Linked DNA regions of Arachis hypogaea: region 1 is linked to region 2. The links are chromatin contacts, called in public Hi-C maps. All regions are on one chromosome and are shown on one strand. The core of a region is the stretch at or near the end of the contact, and the rest is flanking DNA. Distances in the headings are between cores, read along the strand shown. Region 1 holds the start of LOC112796976. Region 2 holds the start of LOC112796973.

Evidence for each region. A called contact is a pair of places that touch in the nucleus more often than the background predicts.
Region 1: a contact with region 2 is called in a Hi-C map of leaf, with 4 times the contacts expected there. The contact joins the promoter of LOC112796976 here to the promoter of LOC112796973 in region 2. A contact is called at or near these places in 3 of 8 Hi-C or Micro-C datasets (all in leaf).

What each region holds. Positions count from the first base shown.
Region 1 is chr4:91,657,073-91,661,802 of arahy.Tifrunner.gnm2.J5K5, forward strand. It overlaps LOC112796976, which reads right to left and starts at 3,098. Exons shown (of 11, transcript XM_025839684.3): 1 at 2,483-3,098; 2 at 1,095-1,303; 3 at 674-715; 4 at 413-557; 5 at 1-208. The coding sequence starts at 1,261.
Region 2 is chr4:91,519,012-91,523,722 of arahy.Tifrunner.gnm2.J5K5, forward strand. LOC112796973 reads left to right here and starts at 2,112. Exons shown (of 21, transcript XR_011881230.1): 1 at 2,112-2,987; 2 at 3,392-3,610; 3 at 3,809-3,917; 4 at 4,006-4,380; 5 at 4,499-4,554. It overlaps LOC112796974 (a long non-coding RNA gene), which reads right to left and starts at 2,490. Exons shown (of 2, transcript XR_003199533.3): 1 at 2,114-2,490; 2 at 913-1,113.

The DNA.
Region 1 (4,730 bases), core at 1,848-4,347, 140 kb after region 2:
TCACAGCATCAGCTAAATCATGACTCTGAAGTTCTTCTGAATCCTGAAACTTCAAAAACTCATCACCACCGTGCCCTGTCATATAGAGGAGAATATGACTTCCTTCATCACTAAGAAGTCGCTTGGACCTTGGAACAGCAGTCTCATGACGTCCAGTAAGCACACGCAGAAAGTTTTCAACTGTCACTTCATAACCACGATAATCTACCTGATGGGTTGCAGGAAAAATCATCACCTTCTTAAAGACTACATATGGGAGCCATAGAAAAAATTGGAAAGATGCAAATATTTTAGCTTCCAAATGTTACAAGATCAGAAGTTTGTAATAAGACAAAGGCAAACCTAACAATAATCATTGTCCCATCTATGCCCTATAGAAGAGTCAGGCATAATGCATACCTCAAAAACTCACCTCAACATTGTCCCCATACAGGTTAAGTCTATGGTTTTCATTATTAAAAACTTGCGCAGGGTACTTGTTTCTTGCATTACATGCCATGTCATCTGCTAGCATGAGTATAATCCTCTCATCAGGTATTCCTAGCCGCTTAACTGTCCTGAATGAGAGAAATTATTTATTATCAATAAAAGAGAAAGAATTTGTAATGATCAAATGATCAGTACCAACCATAATTTTAAAAAATTAAAAATAAAACTAAAGTTGAACATTTACCTATACAGTGACAACGTATTTGCCATATGTCGATAGTTAAACCTGAAAATGGGAAGCAGCGTGCTTAGTATACTAGCCTTGTCATAGAATTACAATGTTAACAATAGTCCAATACAAACATCAGTTTAAATCTACTCTCTAAGCTAGGGAAAAAAGCCGTCGGTGCTCGGTAAACAATTTTGAAAACTTTTCACCGAGTATCCTATATACATCATTCATATTTATTGTCGCCAAACCGCTAGAAGAACTAAGATGCTTAGCAAAGAAACTAGAGAAAACTAACATGAAACATTAGGTAGCTATAAAATGCTTTTATTAATATTCATATAATTAGAATCAGGAAGCTTTGAAGCTTATAAAACAGTAACATACCATTGTTCAAAAGGAATTTGGATAAAGTAAAGATGAAGCCTTGATTTACCAGAAGCGTGATGTGCAGACCAGAACAGCCCAATTATTAGTATGCATGGTAGCCTCAGAAGACGATGAAAAATATGCTGTAGAGTTCTTGATATTGCCCAGAAATAGCAATAACATCACGAGTACTTTCATAGTGAGCTTTAAAATCCTTAGGAAGCAAAATTCCATCCTTCTATCAAGCTATTCTCGCATCTATCGAATTTGTTGTTCCTGTAGATATGAAACTAATGATCAATTGCTTATTTCCTTCCACTACCAAAGAACCATTACATAACTGCATACAAAATTCAGCCACCAGAAGTCGCTCCCATTAAACTGTAAAATATCTTCTGATTGTTCTCAAACAATCAAATGTCAAATACATATCAAACGACTGATATCTCACAAAAGTCAGCAAGGAAGAGTCCAGATCAGTGTATGTTCAAGCAACTGTAAATCTGTAATGGTAATGGCAAGATAAAAGCCATAGTTATCAAAACTAAACCGGTAATTGACCCGGTCATATGACTAGGTCACCGGATCACTGGTTCAACCGGTGGGTCAGTAATTTACCTGATTGATCCGGTCATAATTAAATAAAAATATAATTATAAAAATAAAATTAACTTCAAAAGTTAAAATTTAAAATGCATGTCTTCACAAACATATTAATAACAATCAAGTATCAATTCTTAGACATAACTAATGATGCAAAAAGAGATAATATACTAGTCACCAGTACAAAATACTTTCTCAATTTAAATGAACAAGAGAGAACAAAAGATAACACAATCAGTAAATCAAATCCAAGGAATAATAAGAAAGTTGGCATCTATATCTTAGGAAAAATTTGAAGCTTGACCAACATTTCTTTCATTTGGATTGCATCTATAGCTACATTTGTGTATTTTTCACAAATCAATACCAAGAATAATCCATAATAATACAAACAGAAAGCATGGAAACAACAATTTAACAGAACAATTTTATTCTTAGTTGCAAAGAAGATGAACCTCATTTTCAACAACAAATTCAACTATAATAATTTTCAGCAACTAAAGATTTAGCTCAGAAGATGATTTACAGATTTACAGCAACAAAAACTTTAGATAAGTGATTATTTCAGAGACAACAATAGCTTCAATCTTCAATGATGATAATCAGTAACAAATTCAACTCAGTGATGATTTTCAGCAACAAAAAAATTTAACTAAGTGATTATTCAACGTTCAATGAACAACAAATTCATTCAGCAATGAACAAATTTAAGCTAATTGATTATTTCAACAAGACAGCAACAAATTCAAGGTTCTCAACACATTCAACTTTCAGCAACAAAATCAAAGTGCAGTGATGAATTACAGCAACAAAACTGAAACAGAAAGAAAGGGGGAATTTGTTGGAACACACCAAATCGGGTTGAGCGAAGGAAGCTGAAGGCGAGGCTCGAAGCAAGAAGACGACAACGAAGACTAGCACACCGGGACCTGCTGCCTCTGCTGCCGGCGACAACAAGCGCAGGGAAGGCGCGCGTCGGAGTACGACGGTGACGAGACAGATAGCGACGACGACGACCTGCCCGGGACTTGCTGCTTCTGCCGCGGCGACGACGATCGCGGGGAAGGGGCGCGACTGGGAGCGAGACGGTGACGGTGAAGGAAGCTGACCAGCTGAACTGATGGCCCGAAGCAAGAAGACGACAATGACCACCACCCGAGGGACCAGATGCTGGTTCCGTCTTCTTCTGCCGCCGGCGAAGCGAGCGCAGGAAGGTGGAAGGCGGGGACAGAGTTCGATACAGTGACGACACAGAGCGCGACGACGAGCCTCGGTCCGAGACAGTGAGTGCGAGACCGAGAGAGAAGTCAGAGATCGGAGGTGAGAGAGCTTGAGGTTGAGGGAGAGAGCGACGAGAAAGAGACACCAGGAGTCCAGAGAAGAGAGACGTTAAGGGCTGGGTGATCCGACAGACTAGGGCATCACAAGAAATGACGCCGTTTCAACTTTCAAACGAAAGCAAAAGCATGACCCGGTCCGGTTAAAGGTCTGGGTTTTGATTAATCCGGGCCGACAGGATTTTCGATCAAACCAATCGGATCGAACCGAATTTGATAATTAGAGATAGAGTTTTTTTTTTTTTTAAATTTAACTGTGTTTTTTTATTCTTTTAAATCACAATAGTTATTGAAAAATTACAGAACAAATTAATCACATTCACTGATGGTGGCCTTTGATGTGAACAAAGAAGTTGTCCAATGGAAGGTTTTGATACAAAAAGGGAGATAAGGACTTCTTAAACAGAGTTGAGTAAGGATTGGAGCCGGCGACGACTGAATTTGCAGTTATGAGGAGTCACACCCTTTTAAAGCAGATGAAGTAGAGGACTCTCAAATTTTTGAGTGAACACCCAACCCGGTCCCTATCCTTTTTCTCGATGGACATCACGGTCCTTGTAAAAAAAAAAGGGACATATCGATCCTTGTCCCATATTTTTGTGAGACATCCCGGTCCTTCCGTCATCTTCCCTGACCAAAACAGACGGAACTTGTCTACGTGTCAGTTAACGTTGCTGAGTTGGAGGTTAATAGTCTGTTAAGTTCCACGTGGCCATTAGTAAATGGACATGGGTCGATTTATCCCCCTTTGGATACCTAAAACTACGTCGTTTTAGAGGTTCTCTCCACATGCTATTAAGGAATGGTAAGGGGTCGTTCTGTCCCGCTGTAGAAACCAAAAAAGATGTGAACTTGGAGTACCTTTCGTTGCTGTTTTGTATCTTGGCTACAAGCTTTTAGGACACATGTTTTGCTTCAAAAAAACTTCTATGTTTTGCTACTTACTACTATTGGTTTTAGGCATAGGGCTTTTGGTTGAGATCCTTATATTTTGGTTATCTGACTCAGGGCCATGTTGCTGCCCATATTTTGAATGGCATATTATGTGTTAAGTTGTTTCAACAACTGTACTGTTCCTTAATTATCAATATATTAACATGGATCTTTCTTTGACTGTAGATACTTAGTGCTACTTAGCTAGCATGCATATTTGTTAAATTTATGTCATGACATATATGTCATTATCTATCAATATATGGATGAGATTTAACATATTCATCACAGGCTATGGTTCAAATTTTACAAATTCAACACAATAATTTCTGCTTCATTCATCATCAAAAGTGTTGTTCACAACTCAACTCAGTGAAATACCAAAATTCAGCTATCAAATTCCTACACACTTGCTCTAAACAAGCTTGCAATTACAACCCCACTCAAAAATGCTAACAAATCAAACCCATACCTAATACATCTACTTTCACCCATTTTCAGTCTGCAGTAATCTAACTGATCCTCCAAACCAATTAATCTTTTCTCCAACTCATTAACTTTGTTATCCACCTTATAACCATGGCCTTCTAATCGATTCTGCTTCTGCTTTGATGCCCCAAATAAGACAGCCTTGTTAGCATCCTCTCCACATGAAGATACATAATCATCTAGCCATGAAAAGAAGTTGCAATGCCATTTTTCAGTCTACAAAAAAGTTTAACATTTGTTATCATCTGTGGGATAGAAATTGAAAACAAAAAATTAGCCAAACCCTCAAAAACTACCTTGAATTTTGGGCAGCGGAAGAATAATCTGTCTGGATTCTTCAC
Region 2 (4,711 bases), core at 862-3,361:
TCTAATAACAAAATAAAAGAATTAAAATATAAAAAAATATTTTTTTAAAGAAAATTACAATTTACATTTTTTTAAAGAAATTTTTAAAAAAAATATTTTTTACATAATAAATACACAAAAAATATTTTTATATTATTATACCTAAATATAATTAATAGATAAAAAAAATTTATATGAAATATTTAAAAAAAATTATTTTAAAACAATCTATTAAAAAAGATAACTAAAATGAAAATCTTTTCATAAAAATTCATTCAAACAAGTTCTCGTATTAATAATTTACATCACACAAATGTTAAATGGTGCTAACATAGATAGCGAAATACCAAGTTAAAATCTGTAAAATAATATTGATTTGATTTTGACATTCAAATAATTCAAAATATCATATAGGTTGTTTTGAAAGAAAAATTTTAATAATATCACTTTTGAACGATCCAAATACTAAAACTAAACGATGTTAAATTTCAAGTGGCATACTACCATTTAATTATTTATAACAGCGTTTCATTAATATTTATGTATTAAAAATTGTTCTAAAATCTAACATAAATCACTTCATAAAATTTAGAGACTAAATAAAAATAATTAAAATTTTGAAGATTAAACTCAATATTGTCTCCATATTATATAGTAGAGGACTTAGGATCCGTTTAGAAATGTTTAAAAATTAATTTTTTAAATTTTTAATTTATAAAAAATAATAGTATTAATATTTGGTGTAATTTTTAAAATTAAATTATAGATTTTTTTTAGTGACTAAATTGTAGATTTCTAATAAATTATTTAAATGTTTATGGAGAAATTAAAAAAAAAAGACTTTTTTAGAATAAAATTTTTTTATCACGTTTTTTTAAAATAAACACTTTTAAAATTAAACAAATAAACACAAAATAACTTATTTATAAGCTATTTTTAACATAAATATTTATTGTTTAAGCTATTTTTTTAAAAAAAATTAATTAAGTTGTTTATCAAAATTGTGAAAACCAGACTAGTCAATAAACCAATAAAATTACTAGGGCTGCACATGGATCGAATCGGATCGGATATAGCCTAAAATTCTATCCGATCTGCACTGCACTCATAGGATCGGATACGATATCCGCATATCTGCATAATTAAAAAAAACTATTTTAAGATTCTATTCGACTGTTTTAACAAAAAAAATATCCAGAGAATTTATTTTTTATCTGTTTAAGTTTATTTATTTACTCCTAAAATATTATCAATAATAGTTTTTTGGAATAACAAAAATAAAATAATAACACAAGATTTAAGTTTAATTATTCTAAGTTGAAATATAATATAAAAAATTAAAAACAAAATAGCATAAAATTCATAAAATAACACACTAAAATTCATATCACATTAGGATTTATTTTCTTAAACTATGCTATTTATATGTGATGTGCGGATATGCGGATTTGCGGATCGAATCCGCGGATATCGTTGCCGAAACCGCAATCCGATCCTACCATAGTGCGGATCGGATCCAATCCGATCCGATGACTCTGCAGATCGGATAATATTCGCAAAATTCGGATTGAATGCGGATAAATACCACGGATATGCGGATGTTATCCTATCCACGTGCAGCCCTAAAAATTACTAGTTCAAAAATTCACTAGTTCAACTAAAGTTTAATTGGTTCAACCGGTTTAACTAAATATCACCGCGCTTACCAAAAAAAATTAACTCAGCTTACAAACTTTCATCACAGTGCTTACAAAACTACTCAGCAAACAAAAAATTTATGAATAGAATTAAGTCAATTAACTCAGCAACAGAATTATCGCAGTGCTTATGAACAAAATTATGAATAAAATTATGAACAGCAAATAGAAATTTTATGAACAAAATTAACAAACTACACAGTATTTAATATTATCATTGTTTATGAACAAATATGAACAAAATTATGAACACCAAACAAAAATTTTATGAACAAAATTTACAAACTACACAGCATTCAATATTATCAGTGCTTATGAACAAGTATGAATAAAAAAAAATGAACAAAATTATGAACAGCAAAGTGACTGTGTTTAACAAACTACACAGCATTTAATATTCTCAATATTTAATGTTCTCAATTTATCACAGTACTCACCGGCTGAGAGGAGGAAGGGCAGTGACAGAAACACAACGGCAACACAGAGAGAGAGAGAGAGAGCTCGAACAGAGGAGATCGCCAACGAGCTTCCAAACGACGGCGAGGGAGCTTCCAATCACGGCGACACAGCTTCCTACGACGGCGACGGATCTTCCTACGGTGGCGGTGGAGGCTGCGTGGCTGTGGGGTTGCCGGGAGCTGCAGTGGCTGCGGCCTGCGGGGGCTGCGTGGCTGCAGTGGTGGCAGAGATTGCGGTGGCTGCGGGCGGCGGGCTGCAGTGCTGGGTGGCTGGGGACTAGGTTTACTTGATGCTGTGTAGTTTGAGAGAGGACAGAGGAGAGGATAGTTGATGATGGGTGACTGTGTGTGGCTGCGTTGGTTTCATTCTTTAGTTTCAGGGTTTTGCTGTTTTGGATTTTTTTTTTTTCTAAAGCACAAAACGGCGCCGTTTTGGGAGGATGACGGAATCGAGAGACCTTTAAAAAGCTGGCTGGTTCACTGGCTAACTGTCAGTTCGACCAATTTTTTAACCAATTTTTTTCAGACGGTTTTTAGACCTAACCGAATCGGCCTAATGACTGGTTCTCAAAACAATGCTGTTTAAAATATTTTTAAAACAAACGCCATATCCGTGACTTTTAAAATATTTTTTCTGCATTTAAAATTTTAAATTAAAAAAAAAAGACAACAGTTTCATTTTAGTTTTGATTTGAGCAAAATTCCCGCCTCTCCCTCTGCTCAGTGTTTCTGATTCACGAAGCTTAATAAGATGATCTTAAAAAGCGACCATTAGCTTGATTAGGGATTCCTTCATTCTCTTCTCAGAATGAAATCCTCTTACAGAGTCAACAAACACGATGCTGCATTCAAGGTTTTTTTTTTTCTTTTCTTTTCTTTTTTGATTTTTGAAGCCCCTCAAAAACAAAGCAATGTGAGTTGTGATTTTCTGGCTCACGAGTTCTAACACTGTTTGTTCCCCGAGGATGGAGAAACTGTGAGCTAAGTAAAACTTTCACCTTAAGTTTGCTGACTGAGTAGAACTTATTCCCCCCAAATTTATTTATTTTTTATCTTTCTTATAAAAGAAATCAATGTGGAATCATTTTAGAACCTCAAACCCTTGTTTCGTGATAAATTTGAGTTCAAAATTATCTGCTAATTAATAATTTGCGTGTTCGGTACTCGGTAGTGCTGACTAGTGACTACTTATATTGTTACAAAACTAAGAGTTAATTTCTAAATGAATTCTTTTTATTCTTATTTCTTTATTTGCAGCTGGGTTTGGAGGAGGTAATCGGATTGACGACAAAAAACGGCAATGGGTTAGCTTCAAGTGGCTTGAGTTCCAAATGTGCTTATTTGGCTGGTTCCGTAGTGGTTGTTTATGATGTGAACTTAGGTACTCAGTCACACCTAATGGTGTCTTATAGATTGCCAAAGCCTTTGAGTTGTGTGGCTATGTCACGAGATGGGCACTTTGTTGCGGCTGGAGAGGTGAGAATCAACTCTTTTAATTTGATCTTGGTAGCAGTATTCTGTTTGTAAGGTCACTTGTTCACACAAAGGAGTGCGCCGCAAACAGTTCATGACCTGTGAATAAATATAGCTTCCAGTTTATTTGAGAATGTTAGTACAAAGGTGGTGCTTCTTTAGAAAGACCACGTCCAACAAGAATCTAACTAGGTCTTGCAGGCAGGAAGCCAGAGCTCAGTACTAATATGGGATTCTTCTACTTCGTCCATTATCTCTGAACTGAAAGGTCATCTATATGGAGTCGCATGCATCTGCTTCTCACCTAATGGTTGGTTACACTTTTGCCAAATATATGATTTTCTTAATTAATTTGATTACCTACTGCTTCTTACTTATTTTATAGTATTCTGTTGCAGGTAAACATTTGGTATCGGTTGGGGGGTATATTTACCTTTGGGAGTGGCGAAGTGGTGAGCTAGTAACAAAGGTTAAAGCAACTTCAGCCTGCTCTACTGTCTCAAATGTCAGCTTCTCATCGGATGCAAAATTAATCATAACTGCTGGAGAAAAGCACTTGAAATTTTGGGTACTTGGATCATCTAGAAGTACACAAATAAATGGAACAAAGGGCAGGTCAGCATCAATAGTGATACATGAAAAGCCAACAAATCTTGCTATTCATAAAGGAAGCTCTTGTATATATATTGCTTCTTCTGTGTGGATAAATAGCAGCTATGATAATTGTAAACAAGCTGGTGATTGCCTTCCAATTTATGCATTGACCAATTCAGGTTTGATTTGGTTCAGAATGAGTCTAAGATTGGCATTTTTGTCGAGATTTTGAGGCATTTGCATTTCTTGAACCAAAATGATTAATTCATTAATATCTCCATTTCTTTCTGTTTTCAGGAATTTTGTACCTTGTTCATTCCAGTTTGTCGCTTAAGAAGTCAGTTACTTTGAAGGTATATCAGTCTGTATCATCTCATAATATGTCAAACCATGTTAAACTTATCTTTTAATAGAGGAAATGGCAGAGGATAAAAGTTTGTTTCATGAGTAACATGCATATAGATTTAAAATACATTTTCTCTGCAGTAATGTTCTAAGTGTAGGCTTGAA